3 separate regions of the Rattus norvegicus genome follow, and all the other regions are linked to region 2. The links are chromatin contacts, called in public Hi-C maps. All regions are on one chromosome and are shown on one strand. The core of a region is the stretch at or near the end of the contact, and the rest is flanking DNA. Distances in the headings are between cores, read along the strand shown. Region 1 holds the start of Zfp354c (zinc finger protein 354C). Region 2 holds the start of Zfp354a (zinc finger protein 354A). Region 3 holds the start of Msantd5 (Myb/SANT DNA binding domain containing 5).

Region 1 (4,683 bases), core at 2,125-4,624, 250 kb before region 2:
ATGAACCATCCTGCTCGGCTGGCTTTAGGCCCTACCTCCCATTCCTCTAGTAGCACTACAAATGGAAACATTAGCTCTGCCACTCCTCAGGATTTAAATCACCCAATGAAAAAGGGGTGAATGCTCTGGCTTTAGTAAGACTCATCAGTAGTGTTCCTTCTTTGGTGAAGAGAATACACACCCTACCTCTAGCCCTGGATGGAGACCTAACAAGTCTAAGCTAGCCTGAACTTTACCAACTACTGTGTCCATAGGGCTGCTCTTTCACAGGATCCAGTTTCAATTCCCAGCACCCACACAGGGTCTCACAACCATGTATAACTCCTGTTTCAGGGGATATGGTGAACTCTTCTGGCCTCCATGGGCAACTGGCACACGTGGTGCACAGACATACATGCAGATAAACCATCCATACACATAAGAAAGATTAGAGATAAGGCCGGGTCTGTCGATCACCTGGCCAGTTTGCCTCTATCCGCCTTCTCACCCCCAAAGTCCGATTCACCTGAAGACATGCTAAAGCCAGGAGGACGAATTATCTCTTAGTGAAATAATGTACTCAGCCTTCCCAGAAGCCTCTGGGCAGCACCTCGTAGGTCTCCATCAGGTACCACTTTGGAGCTTGCCCAGTTTTCAGGGTTATTCCAAAAACTGTGACTTTTCCTGTTTATTTTATCTTTTTCTTTCTGGCCCGAATACTAAACATCCTTGGCATTCTGGGGCTCCTCACCTAGGCTCAGAAACCTCCCCCTCCACACAACCGTTTGCTGTAGAGAGAATATCTTACGTCTGTATGGATATAGTACCTGAATAATAATTTGATGGCAGGAAATAGCAAGTGTGACGTCTGGGAGGAGAGAGAATTCTGGGATAGTGCCAGGTGAGAGACCCACTCGGGAAGATGTGATGGGGCGGACATGGGGTACCTGGGCACAGGTAATCAGCCAGGTGGCAGAACGTAGGTTAAAATAATTGGGTTATTTTAGTTACGATCTAGTCAGGGTGGAGCCAAGGTATTGGTAAATATATTTTGAGTCCCTGTCTTATTGCTGAGAGTGGGGCTGGGTGGAAGAACCAGACCTAACGTCGACAGTCTGCCCGTCAGGCAGCTTGCGGACCTTTACTGCTGAACCTGCCTCTTTCTTGGACCCTATCTCACTCCTCCTGGCAGCTGCCAGGATTTACAGCTTGCCTTTCCTGTTACGTTCCTCAAACTCTAATAACATGTTCTTCAAGCTTCCTTCTGAGTAGATTTCTAGACTCTTTTACTAATGAAATTAAGAACCCAAAAGAAAGGACCAAATTTCCCTGGAAACTGGAGGCCACAGAAGATATTTTTTTTTAAATATTTTCTAACTTCACCCAGAAATAAATTTTTAAAGATTTATTTATTATTTAATGTATATGCGTACACTGTAGCTATCTTCAGACAACCAGAAGAGGGCATCAGTCCCATTAAGGATGGTTGTGAGCCACCATGTGGTTGCTGGGAATTGAACTCAAGTCCTATGGAAGACCATTCAGTGCTCTTGACCTCTGAGCCATCTCTCCAGCCCCCACAGAAGATATTTTAAAGTATGTCTTATGTCTGTGTGGATGTGGCACCCATCGATAATAAATCTAATGGCCTGTGGCTTAGACAGGAAATAGGAAGTGGGACATCAGGGAGGAGAAAGAATTCTGGGATCAAGCCAGAGGAGAGATCTTCTGGTAGAGAGACCTTCATACCTCTCTGGCTAACAAAATGGAGTACACATTCCACCTGAAGGAGCCCCCATTTGAAAAAAGAAAGCACCTGGGAGGTTTTATGAGATGGTAGTTATAGGGTATCATGTGTTCTGGACCTGGCAGAATTCTTTGTAGCTAGGTTTGTTCCTTTGAAAAGTGTAAGTGTAAGTGTTCCTTTGAAAAGATTTATGTATTTTTTCCTTGCAGGTCAGCTCCAAACTGGAGTTTGCATGCCCCTGTTAAATGTTAATTTTGCAAGGGAAAAAAGTGACAAGGGCAAAAAATGGAAACACATCCACATCTGAGTCAGAAAGCAATTTACAGAAAGACAAGTTTCACTTACCGTCCCTCGAGCAGCCAGCAAATCCACAGCCATTTCCCTTCTTAGTTCTCCTGCCAAAGGAAAGCTGAGTGCTGACCAAGTATGTCTGGAAAGGAAAAAGGTGTACTAAGGAATTCTGGTACAAGGGGAGGCTTAGAGCCAGGAGGGTAAAGCCACCCACAAAGGGGTTCTGGAGAAATGGCTTGGTGATTAAAAGCACTTCCCTTGTTTGAAGAGAAGTCTGATTATCAGTACCCACATAGCTACTTATAACTCCAGGGGATCCAATATCCTCTCTGGCCTCCTGAGATACTGTGTGCTCATGGGCACAGACAGAAACATACACACATAAAAATAAATTAAGTTTTAAAACCCACCCACAATGGTCTTAAGATCCCCCCAAAAAGCCACCCACTGTAAACAACACAAACCAAATGATAAGAATGCTGATCAAGCCAGCCTGTCATATCCCTTCGGTATATTAATTACACTTCTACTTTCTTACACTGATCCCTCCACACCCACCTACAGGCCTGTTAGCGCCTTCTACAAAAACCGTGGCAATGTTAAAAGGTTGGATAAGATTGATTCAAAGTACAAAGGATAATGTGTCCAAATTCTCTGCCAATGCTGTGTCTGTGTACCTCAAGAACTTGAGTGTTGGCTGTTTGGGAATTCTTGGAACTGGTCCTCTGTGAAGCAGAGGTGGGGCTGTGCTGTCGACGTGGCTGAGGTGGACAGTCAAGGAGATTCCAGTCTACCCAAAGTGACAAGACATAGCAAGCAGCACAGATGGGAAGTAAATTCTGCTTCCAGTCCACGGCTCCTATCCAGGCTCAGCGAATGCTCGGGTCACACTGTGCCTTGGTTTCTTCATCTGCACCATAGGCACAATGAAGGCGCAAGGGGCCTGTAACTTGGTATCAGATGCGCTAATTCATTAAGTTAGACTAGACTGCTAGGTATCGGCTGTTGATTTTAAGATCCGCATCGCTAAGATGCTAGAGAAGATGCACAGGCCTCCAGCCCCGCAGTCTGGGCTCAGCCGCGCTCCGTGGCGGGCCGAGCCTGTTGGAGGGTCCCCGAGCTAGAGGTTGCAGAGCAGCCGCCAGGCCGCGCCCGGCCCGCCGGGAAGCCCACCGCCCGCTACGCCCCGCCCGCCCCCTTCGCCCCACTCACGGACGCCGGCGCTCGCTTCCGCCGCTCTCAGTACGAGCGGTCACGAGGATGTCGACCCCAGACGCGCTCTTCTGGCACAATCACAATCACCTCGGCCAGGAGCCCCCCAAAACGCCGCGAGCAGCCCCGCCACCGGGAGAAGCCCCAGAGAACTACTATTCCCGGCATGCCTCAAATCCTCTCTGACTACACATCCCAAAAGGCACCGGGGCCAGGAGAGTTCTGAAAGCTGAGTCGGAGTGTGGTGCATTGCAAACACAGCAAACCTGGCCTCTCTCAGTCAGTTCTCAGACTTGTTTGCTAGAAGGGTGATGAAATGATGTGACAGGACAAAACCGGAATTTAGGGTTTAGGAGCTAGGTACCCATAGGTACCAGGCCAGCTTGACACAAATGGAGTTGCAGGACAGCGAGGGCTATATAGCCGGACTAAAATCAAAACCAAGCCAAACCAAAACTCTAGGAGAATCTGGTGTAGCCCACATCACTAACTATGGTAATTTAAATTATTTTACCGTGTACAATACACAGAAAATTATGTGACATGGTTCATGACGTGCAGCCCAGGATGGTTTCAGAAACTAGGAGGATTAAAAAGTAAAAGTAATTGATTAAATGCGCACGTTCAGCCTTTTGATTTTTTTTTTTAATCCACCTAGATGCTGAATCCTAAAATCAATTGCCATTTGGTTGGGGCAGTAATAGACCTTCAGAGATGGTCCCTATACCTAACCTTTGGGGGTTTTTTGGTTGGTTTTTTGGTTTTTGGTTTTTTTGTTTGTTTGTTTGTTTGTTTGTTTCGTTCTGTTTGTTTGTTTGTTTAAACAAAATACGTAATCCTAACTCTCTTAAGTATCTTTCTGATCTGGGAAATCAGCCTGAAGAACAACAAAAACTCTGCAGTGAAGGCGTTTAAATAGCCCCTCATGGCTGACCTGAAGCTCTCTCAGAAGCCATAGTCTGTTGAGAGAAAATCCCGTTTCTGAGGTATGTGTTGCCTCTCTCAGTATCACTGGCTATAGATACTGAGATTATATCCTACAAAAGCAATTGTCTCTGTTTTGTTGTTGTTGTTGTTGCTTGTTTGGAAGTCCCTGTTCTGAAGATAGCACGTACTTTAGTTACAGGACATGGAACATGGAGAAATCAGGCTTGGCCTGAGCTGGAAGATACTTCTATGCTAGCTCACTTTCAAAGCGCTCAAAAGCACTGTGCAGGCTTCTGGCGTAGAGCTGATACCAATAGTCTTGTGCAGCTACAAACATAGTATGGGTACAGCCAGGATTTTCCATTTTCATTTAAAGCCTGCTCCACGGGAGAAAACATATTTTCTAGGGTAAAACCTGTGGCTGGAGAGATCCTATCCCCAGTGGGGGAAACTTCTGCTGTTACTTTAATAGGTATTACATACCTTCAAAACACGGGAATAGATTACCATGGCTATTAACGTTGGTT
Region 2 (4,303 bases), core at 239-2,738:
AGAGAGAGAGAGAGAGAGAGAGAGAGAGAGAGAGAAGTAAAGAAGTGGGGGCCAGCCATTAGCATGTGAAGAGAGAGGGGGGAAGGGAGAAGGGAAGGGAGTGGGGAGAGAGCAGAAGCAGGAGGGCAAGAGCAAGAGAGAGAAGGAGGCAAGAAGCCCCTTTTATAGTGAGTCAGGCATACCTGGCTGTAGCCAGGTAACTGTAGGGCGGAGCTTAGACAAAATACTTACAAGGTGAGGTCTTTAAACTTGTAAACCATGACCCCAAATTAGCCCTTCATTTAGACGGGCAAGCTATTCTTCTCAAGTGCATGTCACAGACACAAAAACACGACTACCACAGTTCCTCCTCTCCTGAGTTGTTGCCTCAAACCTGCTTCATTCTCCTTCCAGCCCGTCCTTCACTTTACCCTGCTTTTGCTATTTTTCTCATTACACGTATCCTCTAGAACCCTATCTCATTATGTTCATGGCTTATTGTCTGGTTCTTGCCCTTTACTAAAAAGTACTACGGGATAATGGTGTTTGTTTTATTCACAGACTTTTTTCAAATGATTTATAATAGGGCCCGGCACATGACTGTTAGAGCACAGACTCCAGCTGTCTTTCTCTTGTACTCTGAAAAGTCAGACCACGTAGTCCTGCAGTCTCACCCTCTTTGGACTGAGAGTTGATACTAGCATCTACCATGACATGAAAAGGCTCCGCAGAGTTGAGTTATCTCTCTTCCTCTCTCAGCTGCCACCCCAGCTCCAACAGATACCCCAAACAACCCTGACTTATAACTTAGCTTGCATCTAGTGCCTTTCTGCCTTTTCCTGTGACTCCCAACACACAGGTTATGTCATATGGCGTGAAACACTTGCTTCCCCAAACTTGTAAGAATAAGGAAATCCCGTCCTTGGGAACTGAACGGTCTTTGATAAGCTTTGCACATCAGATCTCCATCATGGCTGCCTTCGTCCTGATTCTAGTACTGCCCCCACTGTTGTTGTTTATTTGCAGGAAAAGAAGTTTAAAGACATTTATTGTTTGTGTATATGAAATGAGTGTGTATGAGCATGGAATGTATGCACTGACCTGAGATGCCAGAAGGGGATGTTGGAACCCAGGCGCTGCAGTTACAGGCCATTGTGAGCAACCTGATATGGGTAGTGGGGATTGAACCTAAGTCCTCAGCAAGAACAGTAAGGATTCTTAACCGCTGAGCACTTCTTCAGTCCTACTAATACCTCATAATAAAGCTCTTCTGAAGGGCACTTCGTGTCAGCTTCCTTTCCACGAACCTGCGACATCGTTTATTATTTACCTACCAAGCAGGTGTTCAGTTACTAGTGTCCACTCTCAGCTTCCAAGCAATCTGTGCATAAGAAGAGTCCCAGACAAACCGAAGAACTTCAAATCCCAGAATCCCTGGGTCTCAGAGTGGACTACATTTCCCAGAGGCCTCCTCAGTCATTACCCTCGAACCTCAAGTTCTGAGCCCCCGTGAGCCTTCGCGGATCATAGGGAGTCTGTGGCACCGCTAGAGACTCGGGGCCAAGGTCCTAAGACAGACTTCTCACAGGCGCGGAGGTTCAGAGCGTATGTGAGGTGCGGCGGGAGCCGGGGAAAAGGTGAGTGAAGGCTGGGTTCAGCTCAGAGGCCTCCTGCCAGTCCCCCTCCCCTGAGTGCGCGCTCCCAGTGGCCTCGGCCCTGGACTGCAAGTGACCTGCTCCCCACTGCCTGGGCAGCGCCAACCCAGGCTGTTTTCCGTGCAGCCCTCTTGTCCTGGGCTACTGGTCCCTTTTCTAATTTTTTTTTTTTCTGGAAGTTTATCCCTTGGCAGCAGCGGTGCAGTTGGGTGGCCAACGTGTAGGGGAGGAAGAACACTGTCCCTGCCCTGGATCAGATCCGAGAGGGTGAAACCGGATGCCCTCCCACTGTGGCCGCACTCCAGCTTGAATTTCCTATCTGAAGGGGCCGGAAAGTCCCAGCTGAGATGTTGTGAACAGTCTAAGGGTGTTCACTTTGGGGACTCAGTGAGTCCCCCTCTGTTATGGAGTACAGTGTCTCTTGAATCTTACTTCTGGAAATCCACGGACAAGAAGACTGGTGACCTGTCGATTTTGTGATGCCCACCCCTGGCTCCTGGTTCCCTCTCTAGAGGCAGAAGAGCCAGGCGCAGCTAATGGGACGCTTTCGGAGATGCTGCGTCTGACAGGTGCGAAGCAACATGTGCAACTCCTTTCTTCTTCCTCCCCTCAGATCCTCCTCCATCTTCACCCATCTTTAGAGGAAGAGCCTACAGAAAGAAGATGGCTCCTGAGCAAAGAGAAGGGGCCTCTCAGGTAAGCGGCTTGCCATTTCGCTTCTTAACAGAAGGAGGGGCTTTTGTTTGGTTTCCCTTCTGACAGTTATCCACACAGTTCAGCCTTCCCTAGGATTCAGAGCCCATGCTCTCCTTGGAGGAATTGGTTCTCTCCCCACGGGTGGTGGATTCTGTGTGTTCACAGTTCTAGTCTTCTGTATTTCTTGATAGACAGGCTGTCATTGTCTGGTGCCTACAATCTGGTGTGTGCCTACAAATTTCACAAGTAACATACCAAGTGCCCTGGGACAGAACACACATATAGACTTGAGAAAATTCCCTTTTCCCCCCCGTCCCTGCCTTCCTCACTCGTCTGCGTTTCTTTCTCTGCCCTTACCAAGATTGATTTTTATTTTCTCTTCTTGACAATCCCTACGTTGCTCACCAAGCCTTCTTCAGCCTATGGTGGTTGATTATTTTTCCATTTTACTTTATGGGTCTTATGTTTTGCTTGTTCAATTCCATTGAAGTTTTGTTTGTCATTATGCATGTATGTGTGTGTGTGTGTGTGATGTGTGCATACAAGTGTATATGTGTATACATGTGTCATGTGTTCGGATGGCCGCATCTGTGTGTGAGAATGTACATCTGCACATGGCTGTCGAAGCCTGAGGCTATAGGGTGACTTCTCCCACGGCTTCCCAGATCTTCTATGTTGAGTCAGAGTCTCTACCTCAAAGCTCATCGAGTCATCTGTCCCTCACAGGTGTCAGTGACATTTGAAGATGTGGCTGTGCTCTTTACTCGGGACGAGTGGAAGAAGCTGGATCTGTCTCAGAGAAGCCTGTACCGTGAGGTGATGCTGGAGAATTACAGCAACCTGGCCTCCATGGGTAAGTGTTCCCTGTGGGCATAGATTCAGAAATGAGATCTCAGTGACTTCTTCCCTGAATGAAGATTTCGTTGTGAAATGTTAGCAGAGTTTTGCCTTCAGGTCTCACAAATGTGTCCTTCTGAGTGAGTGTTGACACGTACTTCCCACAGCAGGCCTGGAACTGCCCATGTGCAGTGGAGAGGTTTTGACAGTGAGAACACCACTTCCCTTGTTATGGACAGACAGCAAAGGTTCACGGTCCAGGCTTCTCTCAGTCAGCAGTCATTTGATGCTTGCTTGGCTCATCTCTGCAGTGAGCTTTGCTCTATCTCTGGCTCCTCTTTCCCACTGCCGTAGCTAGAGGTTGGCATCACACTTTTTCTGCAAGGGGCTGTGCAGAATTTGAGCCTTAATTGATTTCTGCAACTTAAAGAGATTTTCTCAGTCCTCTGTGGTTGTCTGGCTTCTAGTTAATGAGTTCATTTTGTCTACAAGCAGGATTCCTGTTTACCAAACCAAAGGTGATCTCCCTGTTGCAGCAAGGAGAGGATCCCTGGCAGGTGGAGAAAGAGGGCCCCAGATACTTCTCTCTCGGTGAGTGCCTAGGCCTGGCGGTCTTTGCAGGCCCCAGTGTGGCAAATAAGGAGAGGGCGCAGCTTAGAGTGTGGGTTGAGAAATGTCTTCAGGTTCTCAGTCCGTGAGAGGTGGTCAGGGGCTGGGATGGAGCTCAGTGGTAAGGACACCGGCCTCACACACGTAACACCAATTCCCAGCGCACACACCCACACACACTCACATAGACACGCGCACACAGGCCGCACACTTGCACACACTCACCTATGAAACAAAGTAAACAAAACAACTCCATAAATTATTAGCAGATTAGGTAGGAGCAAGGGAAGGAAACTGAAATCCGGCCCAGCTCTGCTGTTCTCTCCTGATCATGTCTCGAATGAGTTTCCTGGGATCTTTTCTCTTGTTGGTTGTCTCTGAGGAGGGTTTCATTTTCAGAGCTCATTTCAGAAGGTTGGTATATTTAAGAGATGATAGCGAATTCACTCAGGTAGATGTTCAAAGTGTAAAAGGAAAGGAATCGCTGGGAAGGCTATGGAGGGACCTTGTAACAAGTTCCTCAGTGT
Region 3 (4,214 bases), core at 237-2,736, 130 kb after region 2:
TCAAAAATGAGAAGGGGAGAGAAGAGGAAGAAAGAGGAGTGGTGGAAGAAGGAGAGAAGAGAGACACATATAATTAAAGGAGCAGTCTAGGGTCCATCCTGTATTCCCTATGAAATGGCCTGAAATCAGTTACTTCCTGCCACTCCATATGCACTGCAAAGTGAACTGGGAATTGGGATGCTTTCAACATTGTTTGACTGAATCTTTGTTACTCGTGTGCTGTTTGACTTTCTCCTCAGGAAGTGTTAGAAATCCTGGGGGAAATTGGGATATTGTCCGTCTTGGGCAGTGTAGTATGCCTGAGAGATCCATTGTGACTCATGGTGTGGCCTTTAATCAACTTTGCTAAATGTGAAGGGATTCATTGTTTCATAATGGGAGCTTCAGAGACAAATTGGCTTGAAAAGTGGCTTTTAAAGACAGACCCTTTTGGTCTTGCCAAAAGATGGACTTGGAACATTTTCCTCTAACTAAGAAAAGTAAGTTGTCTTTGACTTTGTCAAATGAATGGAGGCAGTCAGTATGACAGTGAAACCATAAGCTCTCTGGAGCTAGCAAGGCTGACCTGTGAATGGTGTTTTCAGGAGTTAAGTCTGTAATTAGAGCAAGGAGCTGGTAATCACCTCAGGGTTGTCTAGATTACTAAGACTGTCTATAAAGAGATTGGCATAGAGTATTTCATTAATCTGGTAATGACAGCTCATATTTATGATCCCAGCTCTTTGGGAAGAAGATGAGAGGAGGACCAGAAGTTCAACCTTAGTGGGTTAGGCAGTATTTATAGTGTTGGATTCTCAGCAGGCTTTGTTTAGTTTTGATCTCATGTAGCCCAGACTAGCCTTGAACTTGCTATCTAGCCCAGAATGACCTAGAATTCCTGATCCTACTGTTTCTAAATCCTAAGTGTTGGGTTTACAGGCCTATACCACAAAAACCTAGTTCTCTGAAATTAAAAAAAAAAATAGAAAATTCATTATGTCTTCTGACCACAAATGTCCATTTGTTGAGTAACTGTAATAGAAAATGATGAGGCTGCCATGGTCGTAACTAGAATACTGTCAGAAGTCTTAGGACAAATTTTCCCATTCCTTCTGATGTGCTGACTGAGAAGGCGAGGAGAAAGAAAGAGAGGAAGGCAAGGAGAAAGGAGAAAGAGAAAGGGTAAGCACCCGCTACGCTTGTTTTTAGAGGCATATTCAAGTAAACGTCTCCAAATCCAGTTTAGAGCGGAAACGCCAGATGACAGACATAGCCTGGTCACTGAGCTGCCCTAGCAGGGAACATTCGCGGACTCTGAGCTCTGGTGGCTCTACCTGGAGCTGAGGTGCCGAGAAGATTGAGGGTTGACTGGCAGGCCGAGTGCGATGAGCGTCCCGCTTTAAGATGACGGGAAAAGGTCAGAGGTTGGCCCTACCCAGCGTGGCAACGCCCAGCAAAACTCTTCTTCAAGAGCCCGACACGTGCCGTAGATTTAAGGCGATCTTCCAGGTTCACCCAAGAACAGAAAGAACCTCGACTTGACAGGCTGACAGAACTCGTCCTACAGGCGCCTTGGCGCTGCGCAGCCGCAGTATGAATGATAAAGCCCCCCGCCCCTGACGTCACAGACCCCCGCCCCCTTGCAAGGTCTGTGGGCGGGCACGGGGCTCCGTGACGCATGCGCGCTTGCTCGGCGTAGGTGGCGCTGGATCCACCTGAGGAGGTTGTAGGGTGACGGCGCGGACGCCATTTTGTCGGTGTTTGTCGCAGCGGCTGGAGAGAAACGACGGCGGTTTGGCGACATTTCTCGGCCAAAAGGCCTTTTGCTTTTGCGGAGGTGAGGTGGGCAGTGTCGCTCAGCTAGGTGTCTGAGGAAAGAGTGGGCTTTGGGCGTCAGCACCCGAGGGTGCGTCCGCGGGGCTGGCGGGGTGCCTCTCAGCCGGCGGCGACAACACCCGAGCTGCTGCGGTTTCGCCTCTCTAGTCAAGGCCCGCAGGCCCCGGGTTCGCCCGACGGTGCTGTCCGGCAGCTCGGGCCTCACTCACCTCTTGCCACGGCTTCGCCGGCCATCGCAGGAACCAGCAGGGAGACCCCTTGGCGGGACGCATCCCCGACGCTAGTGTGGTCCGGAGTTGAGTCACCCAGACCCCTCCTCACCTTTCTCGGCTGCCTCGGCCGTTTGCATAACTGGAGGCTTTTCCAGAGTCCGATATTCGCCCTGTGTTTCAGCTCTAAGGGCCCTGGCCAGCTGCCCGGGGGAGGTAGGGCAGGCACTGCAGCGATCCAAGTGGTTGGAGTTCACCTCCAGCTTCGAGGAACACACTTGGGAAGGAAGGTTCGTCCTTCGTGCCAGGCGGTCACCCCCACACCCCTAAACCTCCAGACCTCGGTCGCCCTGATTGCCCTGGAACTATGTAGACCAGGCTGGACTCGAACTCCAGAGCTTCTCCTGCCTCTGCCTCCCGAGTGATGGGATTAGAGAGCGAACATTGCATATACATTGTGACAGTCCCCAAAACCCTGGACAGGTAGTCATCTGGTCTAATATTAAAGCTGCAGATATTTGGCCTAACTTTGAAAACTCACCCAAGGGCCTCTTGTACTCCACTTAAATGGGAGACCGAAATTTCTAAAGCGTGGTGGAGAATCATATTTCTAATATGAACATACTTACGGGTTCCGTTGTATCTTTTATTGAAAAAAATACCGAGGGGTGTAACATTTTTTTAAGTATTAGAGATAGTGTAATATTTCGAGGTGGTTTTTCTTTCCTGTGTATGTGAAGGAACTTTAATCTCATGAGCTCAGAAATCTTTTACTTTGCCTCCTAAGTAAATATTTCTTAGTTGGTTTTTTGAAGCAAGGTCTCCCTGTGAAGACCAGGTTGTCCTTGAACTTGATCAGGGCTCCACCTGCCTTTGCCTCCAGGGTGGTGTGTGCCACCACCACACCTGTCTAAGAAAATTATTTCCGAACTTTGCTAGAGATAGAGTAGGGGTGGGACATGTTCATCAGGGCCTGTTGGGACTGGGACCCACTGATAGACTGCTAGGTGGCTTTGCATGTTAGTAACTTGATAAGTTGAGAATTGTCTTGTGAGAGGTAAACTGGCTGTGGCAGTGTGGAGGGGGAGGGAGAACTTGAAGCAAGCACCCAAGTCTTGCGAAACCCTAATGGCCAGTCATAATGATGAGTCATCAGAAGCTGTAAGTTTGACTGCTGTTTTTTAAGAGTGCTTAGCCTGTAGCCCGGTAGCTTGAGATTCAGAATTCAGTTCCCAAAGAAACAGAGGAAAAAAGCTTTAATCAAACCAAAAACCTTAAATACAGTTTTGATAATAAAAGGAATGTGTCCACAGTATTCCAGTAAAAATGGGAAGATGAGTTTTTCTGAAAGCGTGAGTTTTGGCTTTTGTCTCAAGTTTGCAGTGTTGTCTATTTTACTTTGCCATATTAAAATACTATATCAAAAGCAATGCTTGGCTTTTACCACGATACCTAACACGAATTTAGGATTTTTTTTTGGTATGTGGCTTAATTCATGCTTTCTCATTTTTAACTGAGCTAAAAGAGAAGCCACATTATCAGAAAGATGCTTGGCAGGCGAGAATTAGAAGAAAATATAGCTTACTGAATGTTTGGGCAGGACTGTATAGGTCAGTGGTAGAGTTTTGCCTAGCATTAGGAGCCTCCTCTCCCCATTACATCCTCAGTAATCAGGAAATAATAGTGATAGTATCACACCCTGATGTTGTGACGCACACACACCCTTTCTGAGGAGCGCTTTGGAGAACTGAAACTGCCTATCTTTGCAAGTCTGGAGTTTAATAGATTTGTTAGCTTATATTTCAGTCATTTAGGCAAGCTGAAGGCGGTCAACTAAATTGGTTTTGTTCCATTTGGGTCTTATTCAGCTTCTTTGGGTTCTTCTCCTCTGCTCCCACCCCTGAAAACCATTAAAATCTGCTTAGCAGAGTTCAAAATTAAAGATTTAACTATGGAACTTAAAAGACTGCTCTTTTAAAGGACTTTTAGACTTTAGGGAATCATGTGCCCTCTTGTGGCGTCCATGGGCAACTGCACTCATGTGTTGCTCTTCCCCAGTCTACCCCATCCTCATTAAAAATAAAATTAATCTTTTAAAAATCGATTTAAGGGAGCAGAGTAGTTAAGTGGGTAACAGTGCCCACCTTTAATCTCTGAGACCCACATAATGAAAGGAGAGAATTAACCCTG

The links. A called contact is a pair of places that touch in the nucleus more often than the background predicts.
Region 1: a contact with region 2 is called in a Hi-C map of liver, with 4 times the contacts expected there. The contact joins the promoter of Zfp354c here to the promoter of Zfp354a in region 2. A contact is called at or near these places in 4 of 12 Hi-C or Micro-C datasets (frontal cortex, liver, mammary epithelial cells and 1 more).
Region 3: a contact with region 2 is called in a Hi-C map of Schwann cells, with 4 times the contacts expected there. The contact joins the promoter of Msantd5 here to the promoter of Zfp354a in region 2. A contact is called at or near these places in 9 of 12 Hi-C or Micro-C datasets (the A7r5 cell line, Schwann cells, frontal cortex and 5 more) and 1 of 1 datasets of contacts at active chromatin or transcription factors (oligodendrocytes).

Annotation. Positions count from the first base shown.
Region 1 is chr10:35,643,317-35,647,999 of GRCr8, forward strand. It overlaps Zfp354c (zinc finger protein 354C), which reads right to left and starts at 3,375. Exons shown (of 5, transcript NM_023988.2): 1 at 3,230-3,375; 2 at 2,072-2,156. The coding sequence starts at 2,104.
Region 2 is chr10:35,895,775-35,900,077 of GRCr8, forward strand. Zfp354a (zinc finger protein 354A) reads left to right here and starts at 1,489. Exons shown (of 5, transcript NM_052798.3): 1 at 1,489-1,616; 2 at 2,248-2,330; 3 at 3,057-3,183; 4 at 3,660-3,758. The coding sequence starts at 2,298. It overlaps LOC134480783 (a long non-coding RNA gene), which reads left to right. Exons shown (of 4, transcript XR_010055602.1): 4 at 1-13.
Region 3 is chr10:36,024,008-36,028,221 of GRCr8, forward strand. Msantd5 (Myb/SANT DNA binding domain containing 5) reads right to left here and starts at 1,487. Exons shown (of 5, transcript NM_001017472.1): 1 at 1,314-1,487. It overlaps Clk4 (CDC-like kinase 4), which reads left to right and starts at 1,733. Exons shown (of 13, transcript NM_001399428.1): 1 at 1,733-1,816.